Regions from separate parts of the Bombyx mori genome. Here region 2 is linked to region 1. A link is a contact called in public Hi-C data. All regions are on one chromosome and are shown on one strand. Each heading gives the region's core, a stretch centred on a gene start, on an enhancer-like site or on the middle of the called end of the contact. The rest is flanking DNA. Distances are from core to core; before and after follow the strand shown. Region 1 overlaps LOC101737747. Region 2 overlaps LOC134198896 (a long non-coding RNA gene).

Region 1 (4,447 bases), core at 789-3,288:
CCGCACGTTCTCGTCACTACCCCACTTAGCGGTATTGAACTTGAGAGGGAACGAGTTCAGGGAGGTTTGGTCCACCTCACACTTCGCCTCGAATCCATTTCTGAGGGAAGTCCACGTGAAGGGAAACCGATGGAACTGCGAAGGCTTTAGCGTTAATCTTTTGCTCACTTACGAGTTCCTCACGAAAGAACCTTCGAAAATTCACGATAGAGCTTCCCTGATTTGCTACGCGCCATCGAACGTGACTCAGCTGAGTTGGCAGCAGGCGTACATACAAACATGGCACCCCAACGCGTCTACAGTTGAATCTTATACGACACTGGCAGCTATGGTCGGTATTATCATTGGTATAGTGGTGACATCGTTAATTTGTCGGGGCATAATTGCTATAAACAAACCGGATCCTCCGAGGCCTGAAACTGAGACGACTATTGTGAATCTCAACGGAACGCCACAATCGCGGGCCGAGTCGGTCGTGATGAGAGTGCCTCTGCGTGATGAGGACCTGCCTCCGACGTACGACGAGGCTCTATTGATGCCGCGATTGAATTCGTCATTCCATTCACTGCCCGATTTTGTGGACGATGAACCTAGTCAACGTTCTCGGAGGTCAAGATCTATTGGAGACCTTACGGAGCACAGGCCAAGAGTGAGCGATCGGCGGTCTGTGAGGCGAACCGTCGAAATACATATAACCTGATGTGTTATTTGTTTATCTTCATTTTCATTCGATAATTGACGGATTCGAGTATTTTCTGTCAGCGAAGAACGTAATAAAATTAATTTAAATTATAAAAACATTAGGTAAATGAATATGTATAGTGGGTATAATGTGATCGTCGAATTCTTGACATGTTCCATATGTTACAATATGTTGTAAAAGTTTTTATATGAATATTTGCTTTTGTTAGTTTTATTTTAAGTGCCTATACCTAAATGTATTTTAGCGTTATTTTAGTGTAAAAACTCTTTTGTATGTGCATTTGTTGTGTGTCGAGTGATTGTTAGAGTATTAAAGGATTTTTTATTTATTTTAAGTTTACATAAGAATGCATGCACGTTATTTATTTATATTAAATTTTAAATTAACAATTTACCATAGATTAATTTTCGTACAGCGTCAAACACATTTAATACCGCCTACGTTCTATACCCATTCCTAGCCTTTGAACTGCCACTTATAGTCTGTAAAATGTAGCTTGATACGCGGGACAGTTGGCAGTGAAATTCTAGAACTAGGTTCTGTTAGAAAAAGGCGAATATCAAAAAACGTAAAAAAATATTAAGGCAATCTCAATTATCGCTCTGCGGACTTTCCTGCATATGTATTAATTATTACGAATGCGAAAGTTTATGAGGGTGAGAAGATGTTTATTTAAATATTTTTTTCGTTCACGCAAAAACTACTGAACGGACTTTGATGAAACTTCATCGTGTTGTAGTTCCATGGAGTTAATAAGTACCTACAATAGAAGAATAGTTAGAATAGTAACTCTATGGTTAAAACATATGCCGATAGACATTAGGAATGTTCTAAATTAATCACGAAAAAGTGGGTGAGTATTTTCGAAAATGAATATAATGAAATCTGGATTATAAAACGACATCAATCACATTTATAATGTAATACATTACGTTAAATAAGTCTCAATTTAAACCTGCTGTTTATTTTTAATTAAAGTAGTTTTTCAAATGACCAGCGACATCTATTGTTAAAACGATGATATAGCTCTGACTAAACGGGCGCCGAAATAGGAAGCACATTTTTGATTGTTGTCCCTGGGCTTTGAATTATGAATAATAGATGGCGCTGTTAAATATATTTTCAAAATAATTAATACAAAAAAAACATGTTACAAATTAACGTTCCAACTGCAGTATTATGTAAACAACGTAATCGTTTTATTAAGAAGCTGTGAATCAATTTATTTAACTGATCTTCAGCTTTTATTACAACCTAATCAAACTAGTAGTCATTGTAGTCAAGATAATAATAAATGTATTATCTTTGCTCGAGACTCGACATTCGATTTGCTGACATACTGTATCATCGTTGTATCGATTACGTAAATTACTTTAAACGGAACATTCAAAAGAAAATATAATAGTACACTATTCCTTTTAAAGCCAAACGATCTATAGCTTTAAAAGAAAAAATGTCTTAAAAACACTAACAACTCGAAGTGGCATAATCTCGTAGGTGCTCGTAATTGGAAGAATAGTAATTTGTGTAATTACCTACCTGGTAACACACATTTGTTTTTATAATTTTTAACTCACTTAATTCTGAAGTTTCGATCGTGTACATCAGTCATCATTACAAAAACCAACTGACTAGTGCAATTCTGCTAAATTTATTAAATTCATTCAGTAAATAATAGACGAAAAGAGTATATTACATATTTATTCGTCGATTATACATTTTTTAAATTAGGAATTTAGTCACATTTTCAAAATTAAACCTGCTTAATCATAAATAATTCTATGAAGAATAGTCCTGCGCACCTACTGACACTACAGTAAGTATATAATTTCGCCATTCTTATCTCTTATCCATTGATAAAAAGTCACAATCTGACTCACACAATGCAGTCGCAGTCCAGCGTACGCACGTCTTAAAAGCAAAAATAACTGTGAAGAAATACTATATTACGCCCAAAGGAAAAAACGGAGGCAACAAAAACCGCCTTTATCTTAAGGATTATATGGATTACAAAACTGAAGTCACTACAATAATAAGCACTCTTAGTATGTCAAGCAACATACTTTGTTACGAAATATGAATAAAACACCCTAGAGTTGTGAAACAGCCTTAATTACGAAAAACTGGATAACTAGGTAAGTGACAGAAATACTTCTAAGAAATTATCGAAAGAACTTTATTTATTTGTACTATGTTTACTAGGCCATTATAGGTAAATGTATGAAAATTTTATTACTTACGGTGGTCATTCAAAAAATTATCTCAGTTGACGATTATTCATGATATAAGCATCTCTATCGAAACACCTCTTTAGATTAAAATCAATTTTAGCTAGAACATCCTTTATCTTGTGTTAGGAGGCTGACTAATAACTAAATCACCCAACCAGGTCGTGAGGTAATTCTATGGAATAATAAAACAGGTGCGGTGGTTTGTTACGACCCAAATTTCACATCCCACCAACCTACAGCCACTATCAAAAACTGATAACAAAGATAAAACTGTTGTATTCGTTCTGACATTTATTTAGGTTTAGCCGAAATGAATTGAATTAACAATACGTTATGTGTCGTAAACCTTTTAGGTAACACAAAACGTGTTGGGAATCCAAGACAAATTAATCGTGCAGGTGTCAAATGTATTGTTATAATTATTTTTCCTGTCGGGATTATTGTGAAATCGATTTCACCGTTACCTTAAAATATCTTATTGCAGACAGTAATGAAAGCAAGGCGTGATGTTACGACTGTCCAGCGTATGGATTATTCTGATATCATGGAATTTGTTAGCGCTTGCAAGAAGCTTGGATGACGATGACAAAACCATAGGAGATTTGTGTTTTCTATGCAGATGTAATCTAGATAAAACTGATATTGATTGTTCACGTAGAGGCCTCACGGACATCCCCAATGGATTGGGATTACAGGTAAGTTGACTTATAGAATTCTTTCATTTAACTCATTCATAAAGACATTTTTCATGCTCACTGCTACATGTTTTCTTTCACAGGTGACCAAACTGAACATTTCGAATAATGAGTTTACAAAATTTCCCGAGTCTCTGAGCAGACTCCACAACCTCGTGAATTTGGATATTAGCAGCAACCAATTGAAGGGATTGCCTGACAATGCGCTTTACAATTTAACAGCGCTCGAAGTGCTGAATTTATCAAGAAATTACTTTGATTCGTGGCTTAATTTGAATCCGAACGATGTACTGCTCCCGGCTACACACTTGAAAATTCTGGACCTGTCGTTTAACAAATTTCAGACTATGGGCAATTTGGCCAATCAAGAATTATTGATCAGCCCATCCCTGGAAACGTTAATATTAGATCATTGTGAAATAAATTCCATACATGGTAGGTCTCCATTAAGTGGTCTGATAAACATAAGAGTTCTAAAGTTGAACTTCAATCCTTTATTGAGAATACAAAATTTAATATCGTCATCCCTGAGGAGTCTTTTCGTTAGTAACTGTGAGCTGACCTCATTAAATCATAACGAGTTGATGTTCTTACCTTCGTTGACTCATTTAAAAATGTCAAATAACTATCGTCTCGAGTTAGCGTCTTCAGCGAACAATTTGTTTTCGCAATCATTGAAATATATCGATATTTCATACTGTAATATTTTGCAACCGAACCTCAAGGGGTTCCCTAGTTTGCGAAAAGCTATCCTAAATCACAATATGGTTAGGTATTTAGAAAGTAACGCTTTTGCTAACAATACAGAATTGGAATAT
Region 2 (4,447 bases), core at 1,008-3,507, 140 kb after region 1:
TTCTTTCTTTTTTTTTTAAAATTTTTGAAGTTATACTTCTTTAGGCGCGTTTTGAAAAATTTATGAGAGTGAAATTTTACGATGCGCGCGCACCGTGACACAAAATTAACAGAATGAAGTTGCCCACTAAATCGCTCATTACAATACGACGGACTTAACTTGGCGAGTCTGAATATAGCCGCAGGTGAACTTTCGCGCATGTACACTCGTAAAAAAAAGTGTTATTAGCATTCATTTTTTAATAATATAAATGACAAAATTATTATTTAATATAATTCATACTAAATATTATTAAATTATTAACGTTAAATATTTATTGTTAATCATTAAAAAAAAAAAATTAATAAAGATAAAGTATAACTTCTTACGCGCGTACATAAGTACACGCACCCTTTTTTTCTCATCTATTTATTCACGTTTTAAATAAATAAATGTTTCACATCTAACAAACAGGTCAGCATTTTGTCATAAAAAGAACAAGCCTAACTAGAGTCCCTGTGGTAAGAAAAGATGAGGTCCTCGCGAAACTTTTCGTCTTGCCCGGGCTGTGTATCTCTCATAATACTATGTTAATGTATAGATAATACATGTTTCAAATAATACTACGTTTGCACGCTAGCCTTGGTAAACGTCCACAAAAACAAGCGTGTGAACGGGGTTTATGGCTGAGCTAGTCGCCAATTCGGGCAAAGGTTTTTTAACACAAATCAAAGGAAGCTTGCGGCAAGCGCTTGTGTCGTACATTACACGTTGGCGCGTTTTTAATATCAGTATCTATGGATTTGTAATCCACCATCTTCTTTGGCAAAATTTTCGCTTCCTTTGTACTGTATGTATTTATTGAAGAAAATATGTCAAGCTAAACGCAATAGCCGACACAACTTCGATCGACTTCGACGTCCACGTCTGCCATGCTTGCCGGCACAGCTTGCCTGTCCGGACCACACTAACGACCCGGAAGCGTGTAAATGACATCCAAGCGGTTGTAAAGTCTTGGAGATTATGGACGTTTGCCAAGCCTCGGCAAGCGTGTAAACGAAGCATAAGATTTGCTTTATACGATTTTCTTGAAATCGCCTTTTTTTCTACCTATTCTAGTAGCCTCGAGGGGTTATTCTAGATTCGCCTAAATAGTAGGTGAGCTCACGGGGCTCAAACCTGACGATGTTGCTAACACGGACCCTAGCAAGAGCCGTGCTTCGCAGAATCTACCACCGAATCGGAAACGCGACCCACTGAAAAGACCCGCCGAGAAACTCAGTGGGCAGAAATCGCCATTAGCCAAATCGTTGTAATCTGCAAAATATATACGCCACTAAACTTAACCAAACTGTAACCCACATAATATTCACTAACATATCAAAAGGAACTTAAGCTAAATCTAAAATGGGCATAAAATTTTGTGGTTTACTTTATTTTTACTTATTCGATTGAATATTCTATAACTATTACTCAAAATAATTATAAGAATATTTTATAAATGGCATTAAATAGTATAGTATGCTTTATTTGTGAATAAGTCAAAAATAATCAATTAGATTTGATTATGCATTTAGACTTCTTATAATAAAATTAGCACAATATATGCAATGGGCAATAAAAAAAATACTAAAAAATATACTATACCTATAACATTAATACTTCATTTGGTCCATCGTTAAAATATATAGATGTATATATATCTATATTAAAAACATATTATCAAATAGGCAATTTCTATGCATATTATTATCAGCTTTAAATTGTGATTATAAGTTTTGAGTGCCATCTGCTGGAACATTTAGTTAAAAAATAAGCTACCGCCACCTTTTGGCAATATAGTGTACTACTTCATTTTTAGTACTAAAACTTTTCATCAAGTAATAGAAACTAGATGGCAGCATAGTTTATTTTAGAAAGCATTTGTAACCAATAATAAAATTTCTTACCTAATTTAAATTTTATTGAACATTATTTTTATTTTACTTATATGTCCTTTTAACATATAATGAAACCTAAGAATCCCACGTACCTTTGGGTACGATACGATGTGTGCTTCCAAATGTTTAATATTAAGAGTATAATCTAGAGTAACAAATTAGGTACGTATTAATTCGACCTAATAGTTCGTAATTCCTAAACCTACATACTACATATGACCAATATCCAAAATACTATGAATATGCAATAGTTTATAGCTAAAATTAAATGTAAAATGTAAAGGCAGGATATTATTACTTGTGGTTTTTGGTAGCACTCCTCAGTTTACTGCTGGAGTCACGTATTTACAACTCACTTCGCTTCGGCTATGCGATTCGGAATTTGTGATTTTGTTACCCAATGTAAACTTTAAACATTGTGCATAATAAACATTTTATGCATACAAAAATAATAGATACCTATATATTTATATGTATTTTTAATTTGTCGGAAGCATCGCTGATGTGGGTTGCTGCACCAGGTATAAAACCGCTGACGTATTGATAATAATAGTTCTATCTCGTTCGTTCTTACGTCGAAACGTGTATACAGAACAGAGCGCGAAGTTGCCAGGGCTACGTAACTGAGCAAACAAGGCTCGCCTTCCTAGTCAGCGAGAGACCCGACGAACGAACGACCGACTGGCGGCGCCATTACTCTCAAAGTATTCGTACGAACGTGACTGTGTGCCAGCTTTTCATTTGTTTTTCTTTCATCGATCGCGTTAGAACATCGCTACTACGCAGTGCAAGGTAAGCGAATTAGTTTAGTTTTTCGGAAGCAGTGATCGTGTTTAATACAGTTGCGTGGAACTATACGTTTCGTGGATATGGAAAGCTTTCTCGCTTATTTATGCAAAGAATTTACTGAGGGCAGTGTGTGCAGAGAGTACAAGCAGCCGAAAGAGGCTCGCGGGTGAGGCGCGGCGCTACCTTCGCCGCCTGCGCAAGCTCGCACCCTACAAATTATAAGTTTTAAAACTAAATTGTGTAACTATTCAACTAAATCACGTGCTTCTTTCATTTCGTGTTCAGTGCTGTGTAATATTTATATTCTTTACCCGCATTTTGTATTGTAACAAGTTTTATAAGCTTTTGTGTCACTCTGTAGGCAACAACTACATAATTTTCTTTGTGTGTTTGAAACCCGTGAGCGGTTTTACCTACTTGATTTTCGCTTGGAATCGACTTGAATAGGTTATCATTCGATTTTGAATTCCTTATCTTGGCGCTAGACTATCATCGTTAGATACATGTAATATTACTTTTCCACGTTCGCATTGAAACGAAATACCTTTTTCGGAATACCAGGAAACCCATATTAAGACCACGTTTGAGTCACGTCTGAATGCAACAGGATAATACGACAAAACACGTAACATATTAACTTATCTGCAGCAATTAGCCCTAATGGTTACCAATTATAAACAAAAATACTTGATCGGGTATCGATGAATGGCGCCAAGTCGTACTATGATAGACACGGTACCGTTATATCGCTTTTGTTATACCTATTATTATGTTACCCAACATAAACTATACAATTTCGTATTTTCATTCGCAAATAACAAAAGAGCGGAATCGATTTTAACAAATAAATGAACTCGTTCATTCAACCCTGCAAACAGAAGCTCAGTTCAATGCACAATTTGTTTATTATTTTAATTAAAAAACAACAAAAAAAAAACGTGTATCACATACATAAACTGCATCGGTTGACGCAACGAAAACGCGAAACACATCATTCACCCTTTCACTGTTTTTAAGACAACGTACAATTGCTTTTGCATAAAAACGAGGTTAGCCAATCTGATGACATACAGTCGATCGTTACAAAGTTAGAGCCACCGAAGTGTCGACCTTCATTCGGACGCGTTACGTGACGGGTCTGCTGTCTCACTCACCAGACTCGCATCACAAAAAACCCCTATGATCAACACTCGTCATTGAAAGAAGCTTACTGAGTTTCTCGCCGGATCTTCTCAGTGGGTCGCGTTTCCGATCCGGTGGTAGATTCTGGGAAACTGAGGCAAAGTGTTAACAACACTTTCGGTTTGAGCCCCGTGAGCTCACCTACACGTTAAGGTAAAGCTGAAGTAGCCTCTCAAGGCTATCGGCATAGGCAGGAAAAATAAAATATTGAAAGATTTCATGATCCGTATGTGAATCGAACCTTTTTTTTTTTTTCGATACGCGTCACGTTTCAAATGATTCATCGGAGAAGACTTTAATTTCCGTTTCGGTGTTGTATTCGATGTTGCAGCGAACAATTATATTACACGTTCAACGTTCCATATGAACCGTAAAATGTTCATTGTCCCGAATTGAGTTTACGTGCGTGCATGCAAAGTCGAGGCAGAGTTGAACTGTGACGTCATCGATTCTTTAACGCCTTTCTGTCGATAATTTTCTAAACTGTGATCTAAATATTTAAATAAATTCAATTAGAAAAACCCGAAAATAAAGTCGGCTGTTTTTTAAGCTATTGC

The links. A called contact is a pair of places that touch in the nucleus more often than the background predicts.
Region 2: a contact with region 1 is called in a Hi-C map of posterior silk gland, with 3 times the contacts expected there. The contact joins two enhancer-like sites. A contact is called at or near these places in 2 of 7 Hi-C or Micro-C datasets (posterior silk gland and whole pupa).

What each region holds. Positions count from the first base shown.
Region 1 is chr5:6,032,088-6,036,534 of ASM3026992v2, forward strand. It overlaps LOC101737747, which reads left to right. Exons shown (of 5, transcript XM_062668486.1): 3 at 1-694; 4 at 3,429-3,629; 5 at 3,713-4,447. Among protein-coding and RNA genes, the nearest start is that of LOC101737747, 5.1 kb to the left of the region's middle. Within about 2 kb of position 2,039, at least 4 of the 8 cell types and tissues checked have open chromatin away from gene starts, as enhancers often do.
Region 2 is chr5:6,170,839-6,175,285 of ASM3026992v2, forward strand. All of the region lies in intron 1 of LOC134198896 (a long non-coding RNA gene), which reads right to left. Among protein-coding and RNA genes, the nearest start is that of LOC134198896, 7.4 kb to the right of the region's middle. Within about 2 kb of position 2,258, at least 8 of the 8 cell types and tissues checked have open chromatin away from gene starts, as enhancers often do.